7 separate regions of the Mus musculus genome follow, and all the other regions are linked to region 7. Evidence: chromatin contacts called from public HiCAR-type and promoter capture Hi-C data. All regions are on one chromosome and are shown on one strand. The core of a region is the stretch at or near the end of the contact, and the rest is flanking DNA. Distances in the headings are between cores, read along the strand shown.

Region 1 (3,784 bases), core at 141-2,640, 2.0 Mb after region 7:
GTGTATAAGTAGGCATCTTTCAGGGGGGTTTCTAATCCAAATTCTCTGTGATGCATGTGTTTGCCCAGGGCATTTTCCAAAAGTTCAAGTTCAAGGTGCAGGCGAGATTTCAGAAGCAGTACATATTTACCCTTACCTTCCAATAGCCTCAGGAATGTGCCAATGTTTTCATGTAACTATAGGGTAGCTATTTCTTTGGGTCCCTGCCTCTGAACCAGCATTTATACACAGCCATTTTGCAGCCGGCAAGGTACTTCTATTACAAAGGAATGAAAGAAGGCACCAGCCAGTGCACTTAATGCCATTTTGTTTCTTCTCTGACTCAATCCCCTACCCCCAGTCATACTCTTCTCTAATTACCTTGGATTCCAGAAATGACAAGACAAGTCTATCATGAAGACCTCCTCAGAGGCAGCCACTATGATTCAAAGTTGGAGTTTACTATGTGATTTTTTTTTTTTTTAAAGCATGGGAGTTGACAGGTGCTCCAAAGAGGACGCATACCACAGTCACACTTCATGGTCTTAGCAAGAACACTGAAGTTATTATTTTTAAAGGTTATTAAGGAATTTGGTCATGGGCTGTTCCTGAATTGTTCTTTTGTTTCCACTGTGAACACAAGTTAACTGTTGTGAGGTTCGCAGACCATCCTTAAGCTCACATACGCGTAGGCCTCCAGCCTGAATTATTATTATTGGTTTTTTGAGACAGGGTTTCTCTGTATAGCCTGAATTATTATTAACCCTCTCATTTGAAGATGCTTCTCTCTAAAACAGACAAACAAAACCCCCAAACATTGTCAATATTGGCAGGCTTCACTACAGATAGTAACATCTGGAAATCTTGATTCTCAGGGCCAGGAGGCCCAGCAAGCAGGTCCTTTTTCTCTTTGTCCCCATAGTTTTCTGTATTTCTAGCTTGCCTCCTAGATGCTGGGACGTGCACCACACCAAACAATCCTGAAAATATTTCCTTTTAGAGAAGACTGAAGGGAAGCTCCCTTATACCCAGTGTAGCTCGTCGACTTTGTGCATGGATGTGCCACTGCCCCAGAATGGACTAGTCTATCGTCCGCCTGCTTCCCTCACTTTCCGATGGGTCTTAACGGCTGTTCCTTTTCCACAACGGAGTGGCACCTCACGGGTGCCCAGTCCTGCTGCCAAGAGGCAACTGGAGCGTGCGGTTAAGGTGGAGGCGACGCACGGCGATTACGTTCAATAGCGTTCGCCAGACGTCAGTATCCGCGGGCCGGGGACGGGAGAGAGGCTGAAATGTCGTGGGCGCGCAGCGATGACGCACAGAGTAGCCTGCCTTGACCTCTCTGCAGTCGTGGCGCGTGGAGTGGGGCGGAGCGAAGGCTGCCTTGGCGGGCGCATATTTATGACGTGTCGTAGCGTGCGCACCGACTCCGGCGGTGGCGGCCCGTGGGGAGGAGTCAGGGCTGCGGTGCCTTCGGTCGCGCGCACACGTTGCATCTCCTTGCTTCCACCTGAACCCTCGCCGCCAGGAAGGCAGCCCGACGAGTAGACCGCAGCTCCTGGGAGATGGCGGCGCTGTGCCTCACGGTGAACGCCGGAAACCCTCCGCTGGGTAAGGGCGCCGCCGACCCGCGCGGGTTGCATCAGCGCGTGGGTGCGGGGCTGGTGCCGCGGCGGTCACGCCGAACGAGCCTCCCGCCCCGGGACGGACGGGCCTGTTCTGCTCTGCGGGGAACCCAGCCCCGCGTGGCCCCGGCCTCTGTCCGCTCGGGGCGCCGTCTCCCGAGGCCCGCTGTCCCGGGAGTGGGGGGACAGGACCAGAGCCCCGCGGGGAGACACGAGACTATGGCTGCGACTCTGCCAGGGTCCCAAGTGGCTTTTGAAGTGGAATTAAAACCCCAACTGTCTGTCCGGCCCGTCCTTTTAATGCGATCTAGGAACCTCCCGCCCCTTCCCCACCTCTCAGGAGATCTGAATTCACTTGCCCCACTTTCCCTTCGGTTGTCGAGTTAAAGGGAGCAAGGTAGACTTTTCTGTCAGCACTTGGAATTTTTACTGAGGCTGCGTTGGCTTGTGGTCGAAGGCTGTAATTACGGAAAGCCGTAGGAACGCTGCGGACTAATGCTACTGGCTGTTTTACTACACACCCCGTGGACGTAGTCCAGGCTCGAGTAAACGTCATCCTACGTTCCATTCGAAATTGATTTTTCAAAGTGGCTAACGCTATTGCTAGCTAGTTTAAAATTTCTGTCTTTTCATTACTTTGGGAAACAACCCAAAAATTTTATCATGTAGACTTGGAAGTACTTTTTCTAATACTCAAAAAGTCAGCCCCTTGAATACAATTGGCCATGTGGGGCTGATGAAATTTCTTGCAACCTCAACTTTGACAGCAGTCTGCGCCTATTGGAGTGAAAAGACATTTATTTATGTATTAATGCGCTGGGAAACAGCTCAGGGAGCTTTGCATTGTAGGCAAGCACTTGACTGTTGAGCCACACTCACCAGCCCTAAAAATAGACTGTAGCAATCGCTTGAAATGTTCTAAAATGATAACATTTTAGCATGTTAGTTCCAGTCTCTGTATGCTAACCTCACAACAAATCCATGAGCCCTGAAAGAAGTAGATGTGATTCTTGGTTTGAAACGGCACTAGGTAGATGATGCTGACCTCGTGGCTAATCCTGGAGGCCTGAGTTCTGCCCGCTGCGGAGTGCAGTTGAGATTCCTTGATTTGTTCTGTAAGGAAGAAGGAAACCTTTCCAGCGCTGGTTGCCAGAATTTAGTGAGACTACAGGAAGAGTTTTTTCACATTTTAGCTGTTCAGTGCATAGCTAAACTATAGGTTTGGTTTTTTTTTGTTTTTGTTCCCCCCCCCCCCCCCCGGAGGGGTGGGGTGTGTGTGTGAGGTTTTTTGTGTTTGTAAAAACTGCCTTGAAAAATCACTGCAGGGGACCATGAAGTCTGTATCCTTAAAACTCAGAATCAAATTCTGCTGGTATTCTGGAAAACACTCTTAAATTTGGTTTGCATTTTGAACTCTAAGCCAGTTAGAGAATGTATATTATTTTTCTGCTTGCACCTCTTTCTCTTATTTTAATTTTTTATTGCCTATAGATCAGATATATATTCTCTTTTAAGTAATAAAATTGGATTAAATATTTAGAAAAAACCCATCACATTGTGAGGATTTTATGGCTTTAACATGTCATTTTGTGAGAGTGTGTGTGTGCTAAAACACTTTCAAACTCACACATAGAACTTTCCCCATCCTACTTAAGAACACAGAGCTTATTTGATGCTTCTGCCTCCAGAATACTTCTTCGGTGTCTCCTACAGGCAAGGAATCTCTCCCTGACTTCATCCAGGAAGTATAGGCTGATAGAATTCTGCCTAATGCTCAGTCGTCTTTGTTGTTCTGGGGCTGATTGTTCTAAGTAGTTGCCAGGATCTAGGAGGACCATGCTTTATTTGCCCTTTACTGTCCTTTTTCACGTCTTCTTTCAATGTGGAATGATTTATTAGCTTGGTTTTAATAGCGTTGTCTCCTGAAGATGCCAAACCTCTTACTTATGTATCCCTTAATTGGGTTGTTAAATGTTTCCCAGTGGTTGGCGTCAAGCTGTCCGTCCTGGGCAGGGATGGTGGAATCATTCCTGCTGTACATTGCCAGCCCAGCAGTCGGTGTGTGAATTTGATTTGTCCGTTCTGGTCTTGAACACTTATTGAAGTGCCACCTGCCTGTCATTGTGCTGTCCACCTGCCACTACCCCGGATGTAAAGCTTTCTCTTTCAACCAAAGGCAT
Region 2 (3,506 bases), core at 856-3,355, 1.5 Mb after region 7:
GGATTAAAGGCGTGCACCACCACCACCCAGTTATTTTTCCAAAGATTCCAAGTTACATTTATTTAATGCATTTAGTGTGCATGCATATGTGTGCACATGTGCTACCAGGTGCACATGGTCAAGTGCAGTTTGTTGGAGTCAGTTTTGGAAGGTTCTGGGGATTGAACTCAGGTGATTCGGTTTGGCCGTGAGCAGCCTTACCCACAGAGCCAGATCTTGGGCTCTGATTTTCTTGCCTCCTCTCCCAAAGTTCTGGGATTGCAGGTGTGTACCACTATTCCTTGTTTATATACCTCAAGAGTTCCAACCAGGACTTCAGGCATGCTAGGCCAGCACCCAACCACTGAGCCCCAGCCCAGCCTTCTATTTCATTTGTTTGTTTGTTTATAGACAGGGTTTCTGTGTGTAGCCCTGGCTGTCCCGGAACTTGCTGTCAGAGATGATCAGACTGCTTATGCCTCCCCAGTGATGGGATTTAAGGTGTGCGCCACCACTGACCGACTGACTTAGTCTTAGAATAGCCATCCTAACGAGCGGAGTCTAGTACCTCAGTTTCAGCCAGGATGAGCTCTTGTTAATAGGATCTTGTCATACAGCCCAGGCTGGCCTTGTATTATCAACCATCCTGTCCCTTCCTCCAGAGTATCTGGGATTACAGCTGTGGGTTTCCTAGCTTTTACTTCATATTGAAGCCTTGGCTTCTTTCCTGCCCAGTGTCCATGTCAGGGCGATTTGAAAGCGTCGCTGTCTTAATTTGCCTCGCCCAGATAAGTAATCGCTAATACACTGCTAAGAAGTGAGGGACCAGGGTGCCCCAGCTCTGCCACCTCTCCCTGGGGGTGGGGGTGGCTATCTCCCCTCCCACTATTTGTACCTCTAGTGTATGCACAATGCCTGGCACAGAGTGGTCACCCCCAAAACATCTCTAAATGCCAGCTACCAACTAAGAAACCTGTGTCCTCTATTCACTTTCAGATGGCTTCCTTACTCCCAAAAGCCCTACTTCACTTCAACAACGCATGTTATCATTGCCTGCTTGTGAGGAAGCTCCGGTCATATCATTCAGAATGATAAACTAAACTCCTGGCAAGGGACCGAATGTCTCGGGTATGATGAAGGTCACCCACTGAAGACTACCTGGACAATAATTCCGAGAGTTCAGAGGACTTTGGTCAGAACAAACACAAGCAATGAGTTTTGTGATTCCCCTCCACTCCAACTCCCTCCCTAGCCCTGTCTAGGTCAGAGCACCTAGAAACCATAATCATGTGCCCTGAAAACGAAACTCATTCGGTTCCCCATCCATCCTTCCTTTGGCTCTCCCACCAAAGTAAAAAGGCAGGCCGAAGAACATCTGAAGTCCCGGGGTGCAGAGATTGTTGATCAGAGAAGGGGGAGGGGTAACAGGTTCTAGGTATGTACTGGCTGAGTTAGCAGGCCCCGCGCGGGTTAACCCCGGGGTCTAGGACTGAATCACCTAATATTCTCCTGTGGCGGGGTGCCCCAGAGAGAGTGCGGGAAATAGGTGGACCTAGACTGCAACTTCGCAGCTGGGTCCGGGGCTCAAGTCAACTAACCTCACCATGGCTTCAGCATTACCATCAGCTCCAACTGGGAGCAAGGGTCCTGCCCGCGCGCTCAGCTACACACCCTCCTAGTGATGGTCCCGGAGGCCAGCGGGGATGCGGGCACAACTCCACCCAGCGCGACTCCCGGTTCTGTCTGGATCAGGGCGGCCGGGCCGTGGGGACCTACCTTGCCGTACTTCTTCAGTTTTCGCCGGTACCTCTTCTTGGGCTTGTCGCCTGGCGCGGGCTCCTCCAGGGAGTCGTAGCGCTCAGGCAGCGCAGCCAGGTGCACCCTGCGTGCGCTCGGAGTCCCCGCGCGCCGCCCGCCCTCTTCGCGCTCACAGTCCGGGCTCGCCGGGTCCTCGTCCTCGCCCTCCAGGTGCTCCACGATGGCATCTGTCTCCTCGTCACCGGCGCGGCGCGATCGCCCCAGGGGCCTTCGGCCCACTAAGCTGCTCGCCGCCTTGCTTCGGAGCCGGGCGCCCACCGTCATGATGCCGCCGAGCTCTGGAGAAGGGCCCAGGCTATGAGGCAACCTTTGCTCCACGCTCCGCCCGGCTCCTGCCCCTGCGGACCGCCCCGGCCCTGTGCGCTCCGGGAACCAGAGGTCGCAGCACACCCATGCGGTGGGGTCCAGGATTACGGGGGCAGACGTAAAAGGCTTTCCGGAGAACCCTGCAGCAGAAACCATTGCTCAGGGTAGGCAAGTTCAGCTGTACTGGGAACAGACTCCAAACAACAGACCTACTACGGGTGCGGGCATTTAAAACTAGCAGGGTGTGGTGGCACACACCTTTAATCCCTGCGTTTAATCCCAGGCTGAGGCTGGTGGATCTCTGAGTTCAAGGCTCACTTTGGTTCACAGAGCAAGTTCCAGGATAGCCAAGGCTACAAAATAACAAACAAACAAATGGTAGAGATGGTATTGGTGAAGATTCCTCAGTGCTGGTGTGGACATGTTGACAGGGTCATGAAAATATTATATTCAGACCTGGGGATGTAGCTCAGTTGGGAGAATGCTACCTAGGCATGCCCGAAAGTCCGGACTCCATCCCCAGTGTCACAGAAGCCCCATCAAGGTGGCACATGCTCCGAACCTAGGAAGTGGAGGCAGAAGGATTAGGGGTTCAAGTTGACCACAGCGAGTCTGAGGTCCAGCCTGGGCTACATGATGCTCTGAATCAAACACAAGCAAGAAGCGCAGGGTAAGAAAACGTTAAAAATGTCTTCCCAACATTCACATGCCTGATGATCAGCATTTCTGTCTCCCATCAAAACATTCCATACATACTTACAACTAAGTAAAGGGTGGAGTCCGTCCTTGGAAGCTGAGCAGGCGTTTAGACAACGTGTGTTCTTGGCAGTGGAACCTGAACAACAGCCATCAAGCCCAGTGTGTGTATGTGTGTGTGTGGGGGGGTCTCACTCCACATTATAGGAAGGAGAGATGAGATCGGTTTTTATAGAAATCAAGTAAGTGGTTTCTTTGTGGCTTCCAAATCAAATCTTCTTACATTAAATTGCTTCCTGAACATTTTAGAGACATGACGTTTTTTAGAGATTCATTTTTTTAAACTATGTTTAATTATGTGTAAGTATGTACAGAGTCTCTGGCCTGGAGCTATAGTTACAGACAGGTGATGTGGTTGCTAGAAATCTATCTCTGGTCCTCTGAAGGAACAGTGTATGCTCTTAGCCACTGAGCCATCTCTCCAGCCAGTTTCCAACTGTTTAGACATTTTCTTCCTCCATGGCCTGAGATCTCCACTAGCCTCCTGCTCAGTCATCAGAAAGCAGTTCTTCACACAGTTCATGAATGTGGCTTCCACTTTGGAACGAGAAACACTTTTTTCTATACTTGTCTGCAGTTTTATTTTAATGTCTTCTGCAGAGCAAGGTCTTATTGGTGTCTTAGGTTTTTAAAGCATTGTTGTTACC
Region 3 (3,409 bases), core at 188-2,687, 1.8 Mb after region 7:
AAAAAAGAAAAAAAAGAAAGTAAGCTAAATGGGTTTCAAGAGCTTCATCAGAGACAGAGCAATTTTTTTTTTCATTTACAAAATTAGGATAACACATTCTTTTGAAGTCAGCCATGGTACAGTACACACATATAATCCCAGTGCTTGGACATTGAGGGGAATTGAAGGTTTGAGGCTAACCTGGACTACATGGCTAGACCTTATCTCAAACAATCAAAGAAACAAGACTCCTTGAAGATATTTATGACAGTCTAACTGGGCAAGATATGGAAATGTACTTTCAAATCCAAGTAAAAGACTCAGGTTGGTCTTTAATTTATGTGTATATACTTCAGTAAGTATTTATCAAGGACTCAACTGGGTGCCAGATCCCATGCTAGAGACCAGGTATTTAAGGGGTTAAACGGATCCCCAGTCCTCCAGGAGTCTATAAGGATGGTGCTTTCCTTATCCAAAACCCAAAGGAAAAGTACAGGGTCAGTCTCCCCAGCTCTGTTCTGCCGTGCTGTTTTGTTGTTCTTTCCCGCCTAGCATTCTCTCAGTTTTAGTTAGCTGAGTAAGTAATTGCTTCACTTGGCCTGTGTTAGTCACTAGCTTTTTAGTTCCGTAGGAATGTGTCCCTTTCTGTTCCGAAGCTCTGTGCCTAGAGTGTGGCTGGCACGGAAAACACTAACAAATACTTGTTGGGCGGTTAGATGAACAAACGGATGAAAAGGCAAACGGACGATTACAGAGCACCATTCAATACTGCGCTGGTCCTGTTACTACATCGGGCTTTCACAGAACCGTGGCAACTTATAGATAGGAGTATTTATTTAATACGAGCCCTTAAGGAGCTGCTTTCCATCGCTTTGTTACTTGAGACACTGTTTTTGCATTGTAGCCCAGGATAGTGGCTTCAACAGCCAGAAATTCACCTGCCTCAGACTGAGGTAGGAAGGATTACAGGCATAGGCGCCGCAGACTCTTTTGGGAGTTGGGGTATAGGTGCTGAGGATAGCCTTCCACATTAAAAAAAAAAAAAACAAAAGCACAAACAAAATTACGAAGTTCTCAGGCACCTGCCCACACTCAGCTTAAACCGCCTGATCTGCGAACGATCTAGGTCGTGTCCGTAGAAGCACACCAACAAGATTGTTTGGGTGACTCAATGGCCCCCGCAAAGTTCAATTAGATCACCTTTGGAGGAAGGCCAGAATGACGGGACAAGCTCGCCCAAGAAAGAATGCGGCCAGGCTCCACGTCTAACTCTCCGCCACAAGACCGCGAGTCACGTGTCCGAAGCTGCACCCTCCCTCGGCTCCCGCTCGGCCCGCGCACGCGCAGCTTCGGGGCGTCCCGCGCATGCGTAGCACCCTCCCCTCGCGAGGAGTGCTGACAGCTTCCGGTCTGGCGTCCCCGCCCCCCCAGGGTAGCTGAAGCTTTCGGGGCTCCGTGCTGTCAGCCTTCGGGTGGAGTGGCCCGGGCGTGGCTAGGGACCACGAGCCCCGCGAGGCGGGGTCCCTGCAGCCATGGCCTGCTCCATCGTCCAGTTCTGCTCCTTCCAGGACCTGCAGTCCGCGCGCGACTTCCTATTCCCTCACCTGCGGGAGGAGACCCCCGGCGCCCTGAAGAGGGACCCGAGTAAGTGTCCCGGCGACCGGGACGCGGCTGCAAGCCTCCCTTCCCTCGGCGTCCCGTCTCTCTCAGCCTCAGCCTTTTGCGTCTCCTGTCCTGTCGCCTGTCTGTCACCGCTCCCCACCCCCTCCTTCCCAGTCCCAGCTCCACGTCTTCTCCCTATGCACACCACCTGCTCAGAGATAGCATCCTCCGTCCCAGTCCCTGCCTAATGTCAGCCCTCCACCCTGTGCTTGTTCCAACTCCCATCCTTCTCCATTTCTGGCACTGTATGTAGCCTTTGCTCTGCCCCTTCAAGAGGTGCTTAGCATCCCCACCCTCTTCCATCTCTTTTCTGTCATTCAGATTTACGGAATAAATGGCCGATTGGCAAGTGAAGGGTTTTTAAGGTGGTGAGTAAACTGCCAAGTAAGAAAAGTAACCTCTTAGGAAGTGAGGAGAATCCAGGGTAGGAACTAAAATTACAGCCACATGGTCGAGAAAAGTTAATTGGCGTCTATTGAGGTGAGAAACAGCGCCTGTTATTACCATCAAACAACGTTAACAAGCCCTACTTCATGAATATAAATCCCAAAGCTGCTTACTAAATGCTGCGTATTACCTGAGGATTTTATTATATGCTCCTTTATTTCTCCTTTTGAAAGAGGGTATCTTACTCTGCTTTCTTTATTTTTAATATGAAAATCACTTTGCTCTGTAGACCCAGTAATAATTTTTAAAAAACCACTCTCCTTTTCACTATTTAGAAGCTATCCCAGGGCACTAGGGAGATTCTGCTTCCTAGTAGGGTCTGTCTGAAAAGTAATGTTTGAAAATATCAAATATGGGAGGAACTAGGGATGAATAGTTTGTACCAGTCATTGCTGCTCCCTACCACTTAAGTTTGGTAGTTTCCGTCTGGTAGCACTATGATTCACTGGTAATGTCACGTGTGAGTGAGGGTGCTCTAACATGATAGATGGCTTGACAGGCGCGTGTGTTGAGAGAGAAAGAAGGCCATATCTGAAATGCTTGTGGAGACGTCCAACACTTGGTATGGCAGCTGGAGTCAAGGTGATAATTAGTTAAGGGTGAAGTGTGGTTTCAGTCTATAGAATGCTAACTGTTGTGTCGTGGACTCGCTACTGACGAGAACCTTAGGAAGAGACTGAAGTTGGGGAGTCTTGTAAGGGTTCTTGGGGAGATGGGAGAGAGGGGCACCAGGTGATGGAAATGTCTCAGAAGCTGAAGGAGAGAATCTGACCCTGGTGAGGGGTGGTCAGCAGTTTGGGAAATGTGGCAGAGGTCAGATAGCAGTGGTTTGGGGACGATGACAGCCACTGGGACCCTAGTGCCATTTCAGTGGCACAGTGGCCAGAAGTGTGGGTGTAGGGCCTTGGGGGAATTGGAAAGGGGAAAGTGAGGAAGGTTGTGTGGGACAACAGACGTGGGGTGAGAAACGGGATGTAGAGAAGAGGGGCACGCTTAGATTCTTCTAATTAGATTTCAACAATAGTCCTGGTAAGCTTCAGGGGGTGTGTGTGTGTTCTCACATTCTCCTTATAATCCATAGAGGGGTTTTTGTTGTTTTTTTTTTTTTTTTTAATTATACTTAAACTTAAACATCAATCATTCTGGGCCAGTGAGAAGGCTCAGCAGGTAATAGCTTACTTCTAACCCTGACTACCTGGGTTTAATCTGAAGTACCCACATGATGGAAGGAGGGTACTGACTCCTGCTAGCTCCCCTCATCCCTACACATATACTGTGACACAGACGTGTGTTGTGCTACACACACACACACACACACACA
Region 4 (3,564 bases), core at 16-2,515, 2.0 Mb after region 7:
AGACTAAAGTGTAAACGTTTATGTGGCATGGTGGCTCTAAATTCTTAGCAAGTCTCTCAGTATTCACTACCTCAATACAGACCTGCTGAAAAACCTGTCTATTCCCAGTCCACTCTGCCACCCAAAACACACTGGTAATTTATTCTTTCAATTCTTTGGCCTCAATAATTCCCTAAATCCAAAGAATATTCAGGCTAACGCTATTCACTTAAGCAGTATTCCTGATTATCAGAAATATCTTAAATACTCTAGTGTGCAGACACTAACGAATGAATCTCAGACGTTAGCAAATTCAGTATGACATAGGAGACAGATACCGACGACACAGGGGACCCAGAAAAGGGCCGCTACTTTGTCCTTCAAAGAAATCATGATTCCTGTGAAAAACCTAAACATGTGACTAAGGTGGGGTTCAACCTCCCTTCTTTGGTAATACTTTTATAATGTTTTAAGTTTAGTTTTAAGTTTCTCTTTGATTATTCGTGTGTGGTGCACGCGAGCGCGGGTGCCTGCAGACAGAGGTCAGGCATCGGATCTTCTGGAGTTGGAGTTACAGGTGGTTGTGAACTGCCAGACTTGTGTGCTGGAAACGGAACGCGGATCCTCCGCAAGGGTGGCAAGCGCTCTTAGGCGCCGAGCTACCTCTCCAGCCCACTCCTGAAGTTTCATTTACACATGCTCACGCTGGCTACTTTCTGACAAGTGACAAAGGGAAAAGTGTGCAAAGCCGACTCGCTGGGAGCGGAAATCGGAAGGTGCTCGGTGCGGCTCCGGGCTTCACTTTGGAACCCGGCCCGCTGGGCGCTCGCCGGGGAAGCCGCGCGGCCTGCAGGGTTCCCGCAGAGCTGGCCCGCCCCGCCCTGCTCGGGTGGCCGCGTCCGGTACCTGCTGGATCTCCAGCTCCATGTCGGACTGCTGGCGGCCCAGCAGCTTCATCGGGAAGCTGGTCTGCGGCAGCAGCACCGTGTCACGGTATCTGCCGCCTTTCGAGCTGCTCTGGGGGCTGTCCGCCCCGGCCACGGATCGTACCACGAGCCTCCTCGTCATCCCCAGACACCCTAGGCGGCTGGGCAAACGGGCTGGCCCCCAGAAGCTCCCAGCCGCGGCGACCGCCGCCGCCCCGGGCCCGCGAGGGCACAGCCCCCAGTGCATGGTGGACGAGCCGGGCGGAGCCCTCCGCACACGGCCCACGGCAGCCGCCCGGTACCTAAAGGTAGAGACCCTTGAAGAGCTCGGCGGCGAGGAACTGCGCACGCGCTCCGGGGCGGAAGGGGCGGGGCAAGAGCAAGGGCGGGGTTTTCCGGCTTGGAAGTCTGTATCTCTACAGGTCTTTCATGAGGTCTAGTAGGGGTAGAGAGAGGTGTTTACTATCACTCGGCTTTCCCCAATCAGATACATTTAATTAACTTGTCCAGGGTCATAAACAAAAGTAGCAAAGCTAAAGCCGTGCAGTGGTGGTGCAGGGGATTAGTCCCAGCACATGGTGGCAGAGCCAGTCGGGTCTCCAAGTTCGAGGCTAGCCTGGTCTACAGAATGAGCTCCGCAGGACAGCCAGGGCTACACGGGTTTACAACTGTAATTTTGCCATTTTTGTGCCACACTTTAACAAAAATGTATAGAAAGTGACTACAAACAAGATAAAGGAAGGGGGGAAAGGTAAGCACAGGCAATTCATAAAAAAAATATAGCCAATGAATGCAAAACTATGCTCACCTTTGGGAGTCAGGATGACACAGAGCCATCTAATAGATTAGAACAAGCATGAAGTTTGGTAGCAAGTATCGAGAGAGTGGAAACGTGGACTGCCAGAGGTAGTATACAGCCTGTTTTGCCTTCTCATTTCCGTGTGTGTGTGTGTGCATATTTGCATGTGTGGGCATGCATCTATGTGTGCATGTGGAAGTCCTAGGTTGATGGTGGGAATCATCTTCCATGCCTCTTTCACCTCATTCAAGGAGTTAGGGTCTCTCAGAAACAAAGAGCTGGCCCATATGGTTAGTCTTTCTAAGCAGCTGGCTCGGGGGATGCGGGCCTTCCCCCGCACCTGGAATTATACACGGTGTTTAAGCGTTTTTGTGAATTCTCCTGTTTGTACCACCATCTCCCCTGCTCTGTAGTAAATGACAGCATTTACAATACCGTTCTCTGAACTGTAGTTTCCCATTTGAGAACCTGACTGACAGCTGTCATCTCACAGCAGCATGAAGAAAACATTACCACCAAACTCTCCAGAACAACTAGCTGTATTCAATCAACTAGGCTGTTTTCTGGGAAACCCTATGAGAAGATATGTAGCTGGTCTGAGCTACTTTGTGGATTCTTTTCCCATGCTTTATTCTCCCAGTTTCATCCTCTACCTCTAGATAGGAGAAGAACAATGATAGAGGAGAGAAAAAGAGATACAGACCCCAATCTTATTTTCTCTGTGAGCACAACTATGCCACCCTGTCTCCACTCTTTAGCATTTATATACCATCTGAAAAGTTGATTTCAAATATCATACAATCACAGAAATTATCCACAGGTAGCAAAACCACGCCTCTGCTAGGGCAAGAGGCAAATCAGAGTCAGCAGCCGCTGTCATAGTTGGATGGTCTGAAGCAGCCCCATATCCCCGCATCTGGGATTCAAGCAAAAACATTTGTTTGTCTGTTTTTTTAAAAACAAACAAAAACAAAAAAAACAAAACTCCAGAATTCTCCCTACAAAGATACTGTGAGCTCATGAAAGAGGCATACTTCCCAGAGTGCCGGTGGACTCTGCATCTCAGTGGCTAAGCTAAATCCATGAGAGAGAATGTATCTGTCCGTATTTATGGCAATTGTTACGCCGTTACAATGTAACTACAAAAACTAATGTATGGACTGTTAAGTTTTTTGTTTTGTTTTGTTTTGTTTTGTTTTGTTTTTTGATTTATTTATGTGTATGAGTCTTTGCCTGGGTGTATTTATGTGCACCATTTGTGTGTCTGGTACCAGAGGAGGTCAGAAGAGGTTGTGGAGCACCATGGAACTAGAGGTTTGGATAGTTGTGAGCCTGTGCTGGGAACCAAACCCCAGTGCTCTGGAAGAACGTGTGCTCCAAACTGCCTGCTGAGCCATCCCACCAGCATCCAGTGTACGGCTTTAGAGGGTGTGTGTTGTAGACATTTTTACCACACCTGAAAGGTATGTCTAAATACAGAGTAAATGAAATAAACTAAAGAAGTCTTTCCCAGGGCTGGAGAGGTGGCTCAGCTGTTAAGAGCACTGACTCCTCTTCCAGAGATCCTGAGTTCAATTCCCAGCGACCACATGGTGGTTCACAACCATCTGTAATGGAATCAGATGCCCTCTTCTGGTCTGTCTGAAGATAGCTGCAGTGTACTCATATACATAAAATAAATAAATTAAAAAAAAAAAGTCTTTCCCAATCCTAGCGATATGTAAGTGGTGTGTGTGGACATTTCTCGCTGGGCTGGTGAGAATAGGAGTGTGTAGTACAGGAAAAGCTGAGGTAGGACTGCCAAGAATTCGAGGCCTGCCTGAATGATACCGTGTGTGTGTTTATATGAATGTATATGAA
Region 5 (3,717 bases), core at 491-2,990, 1.5 Mb before region 7:
TATTACTTATTAAATAGTAGGTAATACATAATCAAGGCACCCAGTAGATATTTGAGCCTCAATTTTTCAAAAATATGCCTATAATGTGTAATATAAAATTTGATCCCCAGAAAAAAAGGGAGGAAAAGAACTGAGACTAGCAGGGCATGGTGGCTTTAATCCCATTCTTTGGGAGGCAGAGGAAAACAGACCTCTGTATGTTGAAGGTCTGCCTAGCCTGCACTGTGTTCCAGGACAATAAAGGCTGTGCAGAGATCTTGTCTCAAAAAAACAAACAACAACAACAACACAAACCATGAACTGACACTGATGGTGATATTTTATATAGCATGTGGAGAACGACCTTGTCTTAGGAGACAAAAAAAAAAAAAAAAAAATGGGCTGCCAACAAGATATGAATGCCACTTTGCACAAGATCCACACAGTCAGTGGAAACTACATAACACATCCCAAAATATTGCCCAACAGGAGATAATTATACTGGATAGGACAAGGAGGCTCCAGACTCCCGTGTATTCTTATGCACCCAAGTAACGCATAAGAGACGCACACAGGCTTCCCTAAACAAACAGGTTGTTTGCAAAGAAAAGTCACTCGCTAAACTGTACCCTCAACCACATACCGCAGAAATTCAAGAATCCTCAGGCTTTTTTCCTGTCAACCCAGATTCTTGCTAACCCGAGGGTCATTTGGCACTGAACGCCTCACATATTATGGTACAATATAACACTATGTATCAGTGTGGCCGATTTCTTTCTACGATGCTCCGGTGCGTTACTAAGATCTTTAATCGTTTCCCCCCCTCTCCCAAATTCACTTAATGTGGCAGAAAGAAAAAGCTCAAATGGTGGCTCACAGCTACCCTTTAACACCTGAGCCGGCACAGGCCTGCTAGGCAAAACGCAAACAGGAAGGCGTTCGCAGGGTCTGTGCCCCTTCAGAGCCGTGCAGGAGAAAGCTGGCTGTCCTGGCAGAGTGGCCTTTTCCCTTAATACCCAAAAGCACGCTAATCTTAACAGTCCTTACTCACTCCCGCCCCAACTCCCCAGTCAACGCTCATCATCACCCTCTCTGTCCGTATTAGGTCCTCCATCCCGCGCTTCTCTGTAGCCCCATCTTCTAACCCTCAGAGCAGCTGCTACTTTGTAGCCCCAGATCTAGTCCTGCTCCTGCACCTGAGCCACGGCCCTAGCACACCAAGTGCGCTACACAGGGCGGGCGGGCGCAACGCCAGGCCAGCCCGCCATCGCCGAAGTGCCCCGGAGCAGGCCCTCCGCACCCCAGCGCGCACTGAGTGGCCCTCGAAGCTGCTGGAGGCGCGAGGTCCGCTGTCACCGCGCAGAAGCACTCAGGAGGCCCGGATAGGCGGGACGGCGCCCTGGCAGGAGCCAGAGGCGGTTAACCCCTCCTCCGAAGGCCGCCCGCTTTCCGAGGGCCGGGAAGCCGCGGCGAGCACAGCCCAGCCCGGCCCGGCCGGGGCACCCAACGCGCGCGTCCGAGACGGGGATCGGGGGTTGTCCGCCATCCGAAACCCGCGCTCGACTTCCGGCCCGCGCGGCCCCAGCCTCGCCGGCCGCCCCGGGGAACCCGCTCTCCACACGCGGCGGAGTCCCGCGCCGACGCTCACCTGGCCGCGCTCCGGCGGGAACTCCAGCCACTCCAGGACAGTCACCAGCAGCCAGCGGCGACTCCGCGCGCGACACAGCCGGCCGCGCTCTCGCGCCCCCGAGGTCCCGCCCCTAGCGAGGCTGCCCTGAGCTCCCCATTGGTCCCTCGACCTTTTGAATCATCGCCGGCGCTGGCGATTGGTCGAGGGCCAGTGGCGCGTCCAGCCCGCCCGCTCGTGAGCGTCCGGCGTCCCCACCCGGTTTATCTCCGCAGCCCAGGCACCAAGCCGCGCTTTGGCTCGCGCCCTCCTGCGGAGCGATCTAGGCCGGCGGTCTGGGAGGAGGGTGAAGCTCGCGCGACGCCAGGCAAAAGCGTCCGCTGCTGTCACCCGGCTCTCGGTCCGTGTGTAACCTCGGGAGCCAGCGGGCCGCGCGCTTAGTCCGGCCACGGCCGAAGCCCGCGGGCTTCGCGTCCCGCCTGGACCCGACCCCAGCAGGCCCAGGCCGGAGCCCCCAAACTCCCCCCCCCCCTTACACTTGCCACCACTGGTTGTTTCCTTCCTCTCGGGTTGAGAGTTCAAAGCAGTTCGTTAAAGCTCCCTACTTCGCCGTGCTGTTTTTAAAGGTATTTCCAACATCCCTTATTAAATACATCTGAGTGTCTTCCTGCCTCGGAAGCACTGTGGGTTCAGATGCAAGGCTGAAATAAGTCTTTTCATCCGCAGCGTGGCTTCAGGTGCACAGCGCTGTCACCTTCTCAGCTACAAACGAGTGAGTAAGTGCGTGCCTCGGAGCCCTTCCTAAGAAAGAGTGCTCACCACGATTTGATTTGTCATTGCCGTTGGGGTTGCCCTGGGTGGAAATCTAAACCACAGATGTGTGCATCAAGAAACCTCTAAACGTAAAGTTTGGCAAATCCCTTAAGCTTCAGCTCTTAAAGACGAATCCTACTCCGAGTCCTGCGGCAAATAACACAGGAAAACACCATGGGAAGGATGTCGTTTGAGATAAATTCTACTAATACCAAAGACATCCTTCACTCCTCAAACCCAGAGCCAAGGTTCCGTTGGGTTCCCTCCACAGGACATATAAGCATTTTCACTTACAAAATAAAAGACCAGAGGCGGGGAAACCTTGTAAACTTTGGTTTATAGTTTCTTCAAAAGGACCAGGCCAGTGAGGCTGGAGAGCCAGCTCAGATGATAAAGAACCCTGCCTTGAAAGAATAAGAACTTTGTGAGCACTTGAGACCCTCAGCACTAAAATTAAAACAAGAGGAAGGTGCTCTCAAAAGGCTGTAACTATAATGAAGGGGACAGAGGTAGCTGGGGACAAACAGATCTCCCTGGACTCAGTTGGTAACAGCTAGGATTTTGTGAGACACCCTGTCTCAAAGAGCAAGATGTTGCGCAGTTGGAGAAAGACAACTTACACTAACCTTTGGCCTTCATGTATACACTTGCACACACACACACACACACAAATAAGCCTGTATACGAATTCAACATCATACCTTATATTCACTAAAGATGTTTGTGTGTGCAAGGCATGGGTACATACAGAACTCATTCCTGCTTTTCCTTAACATTTAACTTTAAATTTTTTAATTTTATTAATAAGTTAGAAGAGGTAAGGACATGGATCCGGACCTACTAATTAATTGTGAAAATTAGATGCAGCTGTTCATTGGGAAACGCAGCTGGCAATAATTCCTTATAACATTCTCTTATTTCAGATTCACGAAATTGCCATTTGTAATCAGTACATTCAGGTAGATGAAATGTTTGTTTGTTTTTTTAACCACATGTATATCAGTAAGTTCTTAATGGATTTTGGGTCTTTCTCTATCTAAATCTCATGGTTGCATAATTTGCAATTAGATGTGAGTTGTAGCCTCACTGCAGCCTGTTTAAACTACCAAGTTCATCTTTTTCTTTAAAAGCTAGAGGTGGAGCATAAACCCTTTACCCTTGGCCAGCCACACCCCAGCCCCTGGTAAATCAATCCTAAAGATCCCTTTCTCTGACTGTTAGCTAAGAAGTAAGCCTAAAAATATGTTTGGATGCTCTCAGAGTCCAGAAATACTTCTCTGCAGAAAAATATCCCAACT
Region 6 (3,366 bases), core at 464-2,963, 1.6 Mb after region 7:
GACCCTAAAACAAAGGTCATCTTCCGCTTGACTCCTCACGGTCACTCTTAAATGACAGGATGTTCTTAATAATAAATCTTTACCTTTGAAAACCTACCGCCACCAAATTCTTTACCCTTTCCTCCAACCTCCTTTAGCCTTTCAGTGAAAATTATGCAGCCGTGTCATCTCTAAGACAACAGTCACGGTGCAAACTGAGCAACAAGGTACGACGGTGGTGACAGCCCTGGTGTCTTCATCATTTCAAGTGTAGGACACAGGAGAGGACAAAGCATTCCCATACAATTTCCTAGTTCTTCTAACAATGGTCTCTGTAGAATTGTGTTCTTATCCCTTCAAATAAATATAGTACATGCAAACCCTACTCTCTAGATAAAACACCCATGTTTGTGCCTCATTTGCCCCTTCGAAAAGCGAGCCTGCCTGTCTCTCCTCCCCTATCTTTTGTCTCAGAACACCAAAGCACTTGAGTATTTTTACTTTACAATCCCTATGAAGTCACTGGTACATTAAGCACTGGAGGACCGATGAGGGGCGTAGACACCCAGAGAGCTCTCTGGTCGGCCACGCAAAGCCTAGAACCCCCTAGTTCCTTAAAACTTGTCAGCAATCAGGCCAGACCCTCTGGAGCCTCCGGGCCCCTTGGCAGGTCGCGGAGAATTTTAAAAACAACAGTGACAGAAAGCCACCTTTCCTGCAAAGGAACCTGCACACACATATAAACACAATCGTCCGTCTCAGAAGATGAAATTACAATTGGCCTTTCTCTTGGTTTTGTTAGACTTCAAATACGGCGAGTGAACATCTCAATCTTGATTTAAAAACAAAAAAAAAAAAAAAAAAAAATTAAACCAAACCAAACTAAACAAAGAAGCTCCTGAGGGCAATTTGATCAGACACAGAAAAATCCTGCCTTCAAAGAAATGTGCCTTGTGACACTCTGAGGAGAAGTACTTAAAACCTGTCCCTGAGTCACGAACACTGGATTGAGGAAGAGAAGAAGACAGCTGGCTTCTTGGGGTTCTTAAATCTTTTCTTTCTCACCTTGGGGCTACAGAAGCTGTAAGTGAAATCTTCCACTCTTCACTGAGAGTATTGCAGTGACATAAAGTCACACACACACACACACCCCTCTACTTCACTGCCCTCTTTATCCCTAAGGTGCCCGTGCCCCCCCCCACCCCCCAATGTGGACCTGATGTTACAAAAAGCAAAGTCATGGGGCAATGCGGGGGTGGGGTGGGGTGTATGTTTGCAAAGGACTCAAAAAAATCCAGAAAAGCAAAGGGCTGAAAGATCCCAGGACAGCCGAGGTGTAAGAGGTTCGGCTGGCTCGTGGGCTGCAGCCAAGCAAGCATCCATTCACTCGAGTGGGGGGCTGGGGGCGCGACCAGAATGTTGGGGTGCTCACGAAGCCACTCTGGACGCCCACCCTCTGCCCTCCATCACCCTCCGCATCCCCTCAGGCAGGACCCCCTCCGAGCAGAGGGCCGCCCCGGGGCTCCCCGCGTAGGGACGGGAAGGACGGGGAAGGGGGTCAGGCCGGGCTCGCCCAGGTAGCCGCGCCGGAGGCTCGGGAGACTCACGTTCTCCGTGTCCCGCTCGTTCACCGTGGGCAATGGCGTCCGCGCCGACATCTTGCGCGGGCAGCGGGGTCGAGCGGGGGGTCCGGCGGGTCGCGGGCCGCGGAGGGCTTCGGCGAGGGCGGGCGCGCGCGAGCAGGCCGCGCCGGGGAGCGCGCGGCTCCCGCAGGCCGCGGGGCGGGAAGGCGGGCGAGGACGCGGGGACCGAGCCGCGGGGACGCCGGTCGGGCGCGGAGGGCCGCGGCGGGCTGAGTGGAGAGCGGGCGCCCCGGAGCTGCCTCAGCGCGGCGCCCGGCGAGCGCGGCCCTGACAGCGCCTCCCGCACGCCGCCTCAGGTGAGCGCCGCCGCCGCCGCCGCCGTCGCCGCCGCCGCTGCCGCATCCGCGCCGGGCCCCGCGGCCCCGAGCCCGCGCGCCGCTCCGCGCCGTCCCCGCCGCGATCAGCCGGAGCCCTCGGCGGCCGGAGCCGGTGCGCGCGGAGCGGCGGGCGCGGCACGGCACGCAGCGCCCCGAGGCTCTTGGCGGCCGCCGCCGGGTGGGCGGGCGCCAGCCGAGGGGCCTCTCCATTCATTCCCTCATTAGGGATGCGGGGCCGCCTCCGCCCGCCGGGCCGGATTTCATTAGTGACTCGCCCCACCCGCGGATCAGCCTGTCCCCTCAGAACCTCCGGCGGGCGTCCTGCGATTTGATGTTGATTCTTGTGTGGCTTTTAAACCGGCACTGGGGACACATGGGGTTCGTGCGAATAGAGAACGATCCCCCTCCTTCCTCCTTTTTTATGTATTTTTTTATTTGTTTCACTGGAGGGAGCATTGGGTACCATCCATCCTACTCTCCACTTGGCCCATCCTTAAATTCTCCTCTGGTTTAATTCCTGGTTTTCTTCGAGCCTTCCTTCAGCATCCTTCTGCCCTGAGGTGTTGTTCAGGGGCAGGCGTGGACAAAAGGCACAAAAGCCTCATGAAAGGAGCTGGCCCAGAAAGCATGTGGAAGAGGGCTCCCCGCACCCCACAGCATCCCTGGAGTGGGTGAGACTTGATGTCTACAGTGGCTGATCGTCACTTCCTGGGATACAAGGAAGTGTCACTTAGGCTACTTATTCAGAGAGAGTAAGAAGGCTGTCTCTGTGGTCTGTCTGGAACTCTTCCTTCCAAAAGGCTGCTTTGCCTTTCCCTCCACCTGCCACTCCAGGTCCTGGGCATATTTGTCCCCATGCAATGTTGTCATTCTTACTCTGATATTTTGCACACTTGGCCTCTAGGATAAAACTTTACCATCTCCCTATTCCTTTTCTTTCTTCAACCTCAAATGGGAATCTTGGGATGATGGGAAACTCCTCTTTCCCAAATGCATCCATTTGAGGAAGAATTCCTGTGCCAGATGGTTTTTATCCTGACTCATTAAAAGTTGTTTCTGAAAACTTAACACTTGACCCTTAAAACATGGGCCAGAAGAACCTAAAAATAGCAAACCCATATCTTGAGGGAATACACACACACACACACACACACACACACACACACACACACACACCGTATGTAGTCGCTTCTAGAACACGAGCTGCATATTTATTTCTCAAGCATCTTATGTTGTAAGTACTTCTCAATTCCACAGAGCAAATGAAAATCCCAAGACCACTTTGGTGGCCATCTCTACTGTTCAACTAGCACTTAGGCTTTGGAACTAATGACAAGGCCACAGCCTGCATTATGGTGTGCCTCTGGGAATGGCACACTTTTAGAGTCCTTCAGAAATCGGGGTTCACCGAGATATACTGAAGCATG
Region 7 (3,558 bases), core at 713-3,212:
AGGGCTAACTTGGTCTTTAAAGCTAAAATAAGATGATTTTCAGATATGCCAGCATCCTAACTCAGCTGAGACTGAGCAAGAAGCCAGACTAAAGGAACTTAGGACTGGGGATTCTACTCAGATTGGAAACAGCACTGTTTCTGGTCCCCTCCTCAGATTCTTGAGAAGGTACAGTAACGTATCAATGTCAGTATGTACCACTTATCATTTATGAGTGACATGCACACCGAGTGACACCTCTCCTGACACCTGACACCTCCATCACAAGCACTTCCTCTCAGCGACACACACCTGGGCCCTGCTTCTTCTATCATTGCCTCTTGTGTTTGGCTACATTTGTTTGGGCCTGGGCCACTCCTCAAGTTACACTATAACCCGGAACTCTTCCAACCCTGAGCCCCAGTTCTGAGGCAGCATCAGTGATACGGACCTCCCACGCTTTGAGGAACTCAGGTAGGACAGTGCCTGACAGCAAAGAACAGAAGACGCTTGACAGCAGTCAATGACCAAATGGTAGTAGGGCACCAAATGGTAGTAGGGCATGAAAGGGAGAAGTCGCCGTGGTGCCTTTACCTTCGTGGTTGCTTTACCTTCGCTGTTTATTTACAGTGGCCCTGGGTTACAGCTAGGACCTAGAATCTCAGCGACATAAATTACAGGCGCCCCTTTTTTTTCTTTAATGGTATTGGAGTAAACCATTCAAGTTATGCATTTTGCTTTTTCCTTTTTTTTTTCATAACACCAATTGAAATACAAATGGCTAACCTGCACTCTTCTTAGTCTTTTAGAATGAATACTTTTCTGAATGGACTGCTGTGATTTGTGAAGGACATCGTCAGTGAGTTACAGTTTCTGGAAACCAACCTAAAAACAGTATTATTCTGGGTAGGAGTAAGTCCCAGCAACATAGGGAACTAAGGAAAGGGCTGGACGGGTTCCTGAGACCCTTGGAGTATTTATTATCACCGTTACAGTAGTAGCCCTCTTCTAATCCTAACCTTCCCCATGGCCCACCTCCAACCCTGGCACCTCCAACCTAGGACTAGGGCGCGACTGCGCACAGAGAAGGCGGCTGCGGTTCTCAGGTAGTGACAGGTGCAGTAACTTGGCTGGTTAAAGAACGAAAGATTTTGACCTTCCCGCAGCCCTGCTTGGGAGCTGGCAAAAGGCTTCTATGCAAAAGAGCGACGGGACTGAAGGAGAAAACCGGGGAGACCACAGAATGCACTGCTTGCTTGGCCTCGGGATTCATCCCAAACCTAAACTCCAGTTCCTCTGGTTCCAAAGATGATGTGAGCTGGTCCCAATGCAGCCAAGAGGGCAGCGCCGAGGTGCCTTCTGGAGGAACCCCGCCGTCAATCGGCCGCTAGGATTGCGCCCCAGATCTCTAAGCGCGTGGATCTCGGTCTTGAGTGGACCCAGGTCCCCGCGGCCGGCGTTAAAACGCTCTTGGCTGCAGCATGGGGCGCCCAGGATGCGGGGGCGAGCCACCCCATCACCCTGGGAGCCCAAGGGGAGTGCGGGGATAAGGAAGCAGAGAGCAGCACCCTGGAAACCCGGCTGGGTCTGCGGCGCCCCCCGGCAGGGTCAGAGGAGCAGAGAGCAAATCCGGCAACAAGTGGTAGGCACGGCCTCTATGGCAGGGCTAGCCGGGCGATAGCCGAGTAAAGCGTACCAGCGCGGGCTCCGCGGGCCTGCGACCCCCTAGGCCAGGTGCCGGCTGTGGGACTCCGACCCGCGCAGCCACCGCAGCCACCCGGGAACCGGCCGCCCGCCCCGCCACCCCGGACTCACTGCTGCACTCTTCGTCCCCGCACACTTTGAGGTCCGAGAAACGCCGTCCGTGGCTGAGATCCGACTGGCCCGGGACCCACCAGAGCGCCCCCAGCACGAACAGCCAGAAGAGCAGCCCCGGCGCCGCAGCCATGTTGTGGCCACCGCGGGCCCGGGTGACGCGGAGGCCGCCGGCGGGCGGTGTCGGGGGCGGGGCAGGAGCGGGCGGTGCCGGGGGAGGCGCCCAAGAGGCGGGCTGCTGCGAGTGACACGTCAGCAAGGGCTCAGCAAGGGATGCGCGGTGACTTGGAGGAGGCCTTGGCGTCCCTCCCGAACTGCTACCTTGACGACCGTCAGAGGCACCTTCCCCTCGCCCAATCGCAAGCCTCGACTCGGGCGCCTTCACAGACGACCCTCCGCGTCACCAGGTTCGTCACTCCGCATCTCAGCGCCATCCCAACAGGTTTTTCGTCTTCCTCCTACAGCTTCGGATTTCTGGTCCATGCTAAACAGCCATCTCTCTCCATCACTTCTTCCAACTACCGCTTTTAGTTCTGAACCGCCAAGTCCCACACAGGACTGGACACAGTGTGTAACTGATCCATGCACAACCCCCGACCCTAACACACACACTTCAAACTCCATGGGGTTCTTTGGGACCTCCATGGCTCTCTTTTAGTTCAGTGGAGTAGTGGGTGAGACAGTAAATTAGAAAGTGTCATCCTTTAAGGAGAGGGGTGGTGGACAGTGATCCTCTGCCCACGATCTTCAGATTCCTGTCGCTGTCCATAAAGGACATAAGAACATAAAGTCATTTAGTCTAGCACCAACGTGTTCAGCTTCCATCTCCTTTGACAGAACTGTAGGCCAGACCCACTCCGTGGCACACCCGAATGCCCTCATGTTGCCAATAGCTACTGTCTCAATGTTCTCCTTAAGCTTCCTTATAACTCCGTATTTCCAAGTAACATGCAATGGCTTTACCACAGACTGCCCTGTCTCTCTGTCCCTTTATCCTGTTTCCTGGCTTTCTTCCCCTCTTCTGTTAGGTTCACTCAAATAGAGCAGCCCACTCCTCCCACCCCTCAAATAACTCTATAGGAGCTATTGTTTATGTGGTGCTGGAGTCTGGGCGTGCTCACCGACAGTGCTGAGCTACATCCCCACTCTAACTTGTTTTGTTTCCGCTTGTTCTTCATTGCCTAGGGAGGTACCCGGGTCTTGTGATGTGCTCAACAACAATCTGCTGCATGAACCACAGTCCCGATGTAAACACACACACACACACACACACACACACACACACAGACTCCATGGAGTTCTTTCAGACCTCTAGTGCTCTCCCCACAGCAGCATCCTCAACACCAAATCTGCAGATACGTTTATTGTTAGATGGGGACATATCTGTCAGAGCGACTACATTCTCACCCCACTGTTTCCTGTTGTTCTGGGTGCCACCGGGGTATGAAAGCACACCAAAGTAATTTAAACGTCTTCTTATGTCTACAGAATAGAATTAAATAACATTCCATTGGTAGAAAAAGACGGATAAAATAGCATGAGATATTGATTTAAATATACTTTTACATACAGGGCCAATGTTCCTATTACTGAAGAATAGTACGCTGTTTGGCTCATAATAGGTTTTGCTTGCTTTTAAAATGTATTTATTCTGGAGAGTTCAACAGCAAGCTTAAAAGATGCTGCCAAAGAGGGAAAGTGGTTCTGAGAAAGGAGGAGAAGGAGGTGCAGCCTCTGGAAGTGACAGTGCTGACAAGGCGTCTC

The links. Promoter capture Hi-C pulls out the DNA fragments that hold promoters and counts their contacts. HiCAR-type assays count read pairs that join an accessible place to other places.
Region 1: a contact with region 7 is called in a promoter capture Hi-C map of liver, with 25 times the contacts expected there. The contact joins the promoter of Eprs here to the promoter of Mia3 in region 7. A contact is called at or near these places in 7 of 39 promoter capture datasets (cranial neural crest, hippocampal neurons, liver and 3 more), 5 of 115 datasets of contacts at active chromatin or transcription factors (the 230-238 cell line, cardiomyocytes, extraembryonic endoderm stem cells and 2 more) and 1 of 9 other capture datasets (liver).
Region 2: a HiCAR-type map of astrocytes shows a contact between it and region 7, with 6 times the contacts expected there. The contact joins the promoter of C130074G19Rik here to the promoter of Mia3 in region 7. A contact is called at or near these places in 4 of 39 promoter capture datasets (embryonic stem cells, hippocampal neurons and liver), 1 of 484 Hi-C or Micro-C datasets (cortical neurons) and 4 of 115 datasets of contacts at active chromatin or transcription factors (astrocytes, embryonic forebrain, large pre-B cells and 1 more).
Region 3: a contact with region 7 is called in a promoter capture Hi-C map of liver, with 23 times the contacts expected there. The contact joins the promoter of Rab3gap2 here to the promoter of Mia3 in region 7. A contact is called at or near these places in 10 of 39 promoter capture datasets (the 3T3-L1 cell line, the C10 cell line, cranial neural crest and 6 more), 2 of 484 Hi-C or Micro-C datasets (the C10 cell line and CD4 T cells), 5 of 115 datasets of contacts at active chromatin or transcription factors (astrocytes, embryonic forebrain, embryonic stem cells and 2 more) and 1 of 9 other capture datasets (macrophages).
Region 4: a promoter capture Hi-C map of liver shows a contact between it and region 7, with 16 times the contacts expected there. The contact joins the promoter of Iars2 here to the promoter of Mia3 in region 7. A contact is called at or near these places in 9 of 39 promoter capture datasets (the 3T3-L1 cell line, the C10 cell line, cranial neural crest and 4 more), 3 of 484 Hi-C or Micro-C datasets (CD4 T cells, cortical neurons and embryonic stem cells), 4 of 115 datasets of contacts at active chromatin or transcription factors (the 230-238 cell line, embryonic forebrain and large pre-B cells) and 1 of 9 other capture datasets (adipose tissue).
Region 5: a promoter capture Hi-C map of pre-B cells shows a contact between it and region 7, with 10 times the contacts expected there. The contact joins the promoter of Lbr here to the promoter of Mia3 in region 7. A contact is called at or near these places in 4 of 39 promoter capture datasets (hippocampal neurons, liver and pre-B cells).
Region 6: a contact with region 7 is called in a promoter capture Hi-C map of hippocampal neurons, with 22 times the contacts expected there. The contact joins the promoter of Mark1 here to the promoter of Mia3 in region 7. A contact is called at or near these places in 3 of 39 promoter capture datasets (hippocampal neurons and liver) and 2 of 115 datasets of contacts at active chromatin or transcription factors (astrocytes and embryonic forebrain).

The regions. Positions count from the first base shown.
Region 1 is chr1:185,361,654-185,365,437 of GRCm38.p6, forward strand. Eprs (glutamyl-prolyl-tRNA synthetase) reads left to right here and starts at 1,391. Exons shown (of 32, transcript NM_029735.2): 1 at 1,391-1,590. The coding sequence starts at 1,545.
Region 2 is chr1:184,880,931-184,884,436 of GRCm38.p6, forward strand. C130074G19Rik (RIKEN cDNA C130074G19 gene) reads right to left here and starts at 2,106. Exons shown (of 2, transcript NM_178692.3): 1 at 1,756-2,106. The coding sequence starts at 2,061. It overlaps Gm34602 (a long non-coding RNA gene), which reads left to right. Exons shown (of 4, transcript XR_003948516.1): 4 at 976-1,351. It also overlaps the pseudogene Gm17905.
Region 3 is chr1:185,202,731-185,206,139 of GRCm38.p6, forward strand. It overlaps Rab3gap2 (RAB3 GTPase activating protein subunit 2), which reads left to right and starts at 1,438. Exons shown (of 35, transcript NM_001163754.1): 1 at 1,438-1,623. The coding sequence starts at 1,512.
Region 4 is chr1:185,328,136-185,331,699 of GRCm38.p6, forward strand. It overlaps Iars2 (isoleucine-tRNA synthetase 2, mitochondrial), which reads right to left and starts at 1,266. Exons shown (of 23, transcript NM_198653.3): 1 at 886-1,266. The coding sequence starts at 1,152. It also overlaps a transcript of Bpnt1 not described here.
Region 5 is chr1:181,840,661-181,844,377 of GRCm38.p6, forward strand. Lbr (lamin B receptor) reads right to left here and starts at 1,741. Exons shown (of 14, transcript NM_133815.2): 1 at 1,628-1,741.
Region 6 is chr1:184,997,836-185,001,201 of GRCm38.p6, forward strand. It overlaps Mark1 (MAP/microtubule affinity regulating kinase 1), which reads right to left and starts at 1,714. Exons shown (of 18, transcript NM_145515.2): 1 at 1,587-1,714. The coding sequence starts at 1,637. It overlaps Gm39728 (a long non-coding RNA gene), which reads left to right and starts at 1,731. Exons shown (of 5, transcript XR_865821.3): 1 at 1,731-1,918.
Region 7 is chr1:183,367,603-183,371,160 of GRCm38.p6, forward strand. It overlaps Mia3 (melanoma inhibitory activity 3), which reads right to left and starts at 1,963. Exons shown (of 26, transcript NM_177389.3): 1 at 1,795-1,963. The coding sequence starts at 1,927. It also overlaps the pseudogene Gm37339.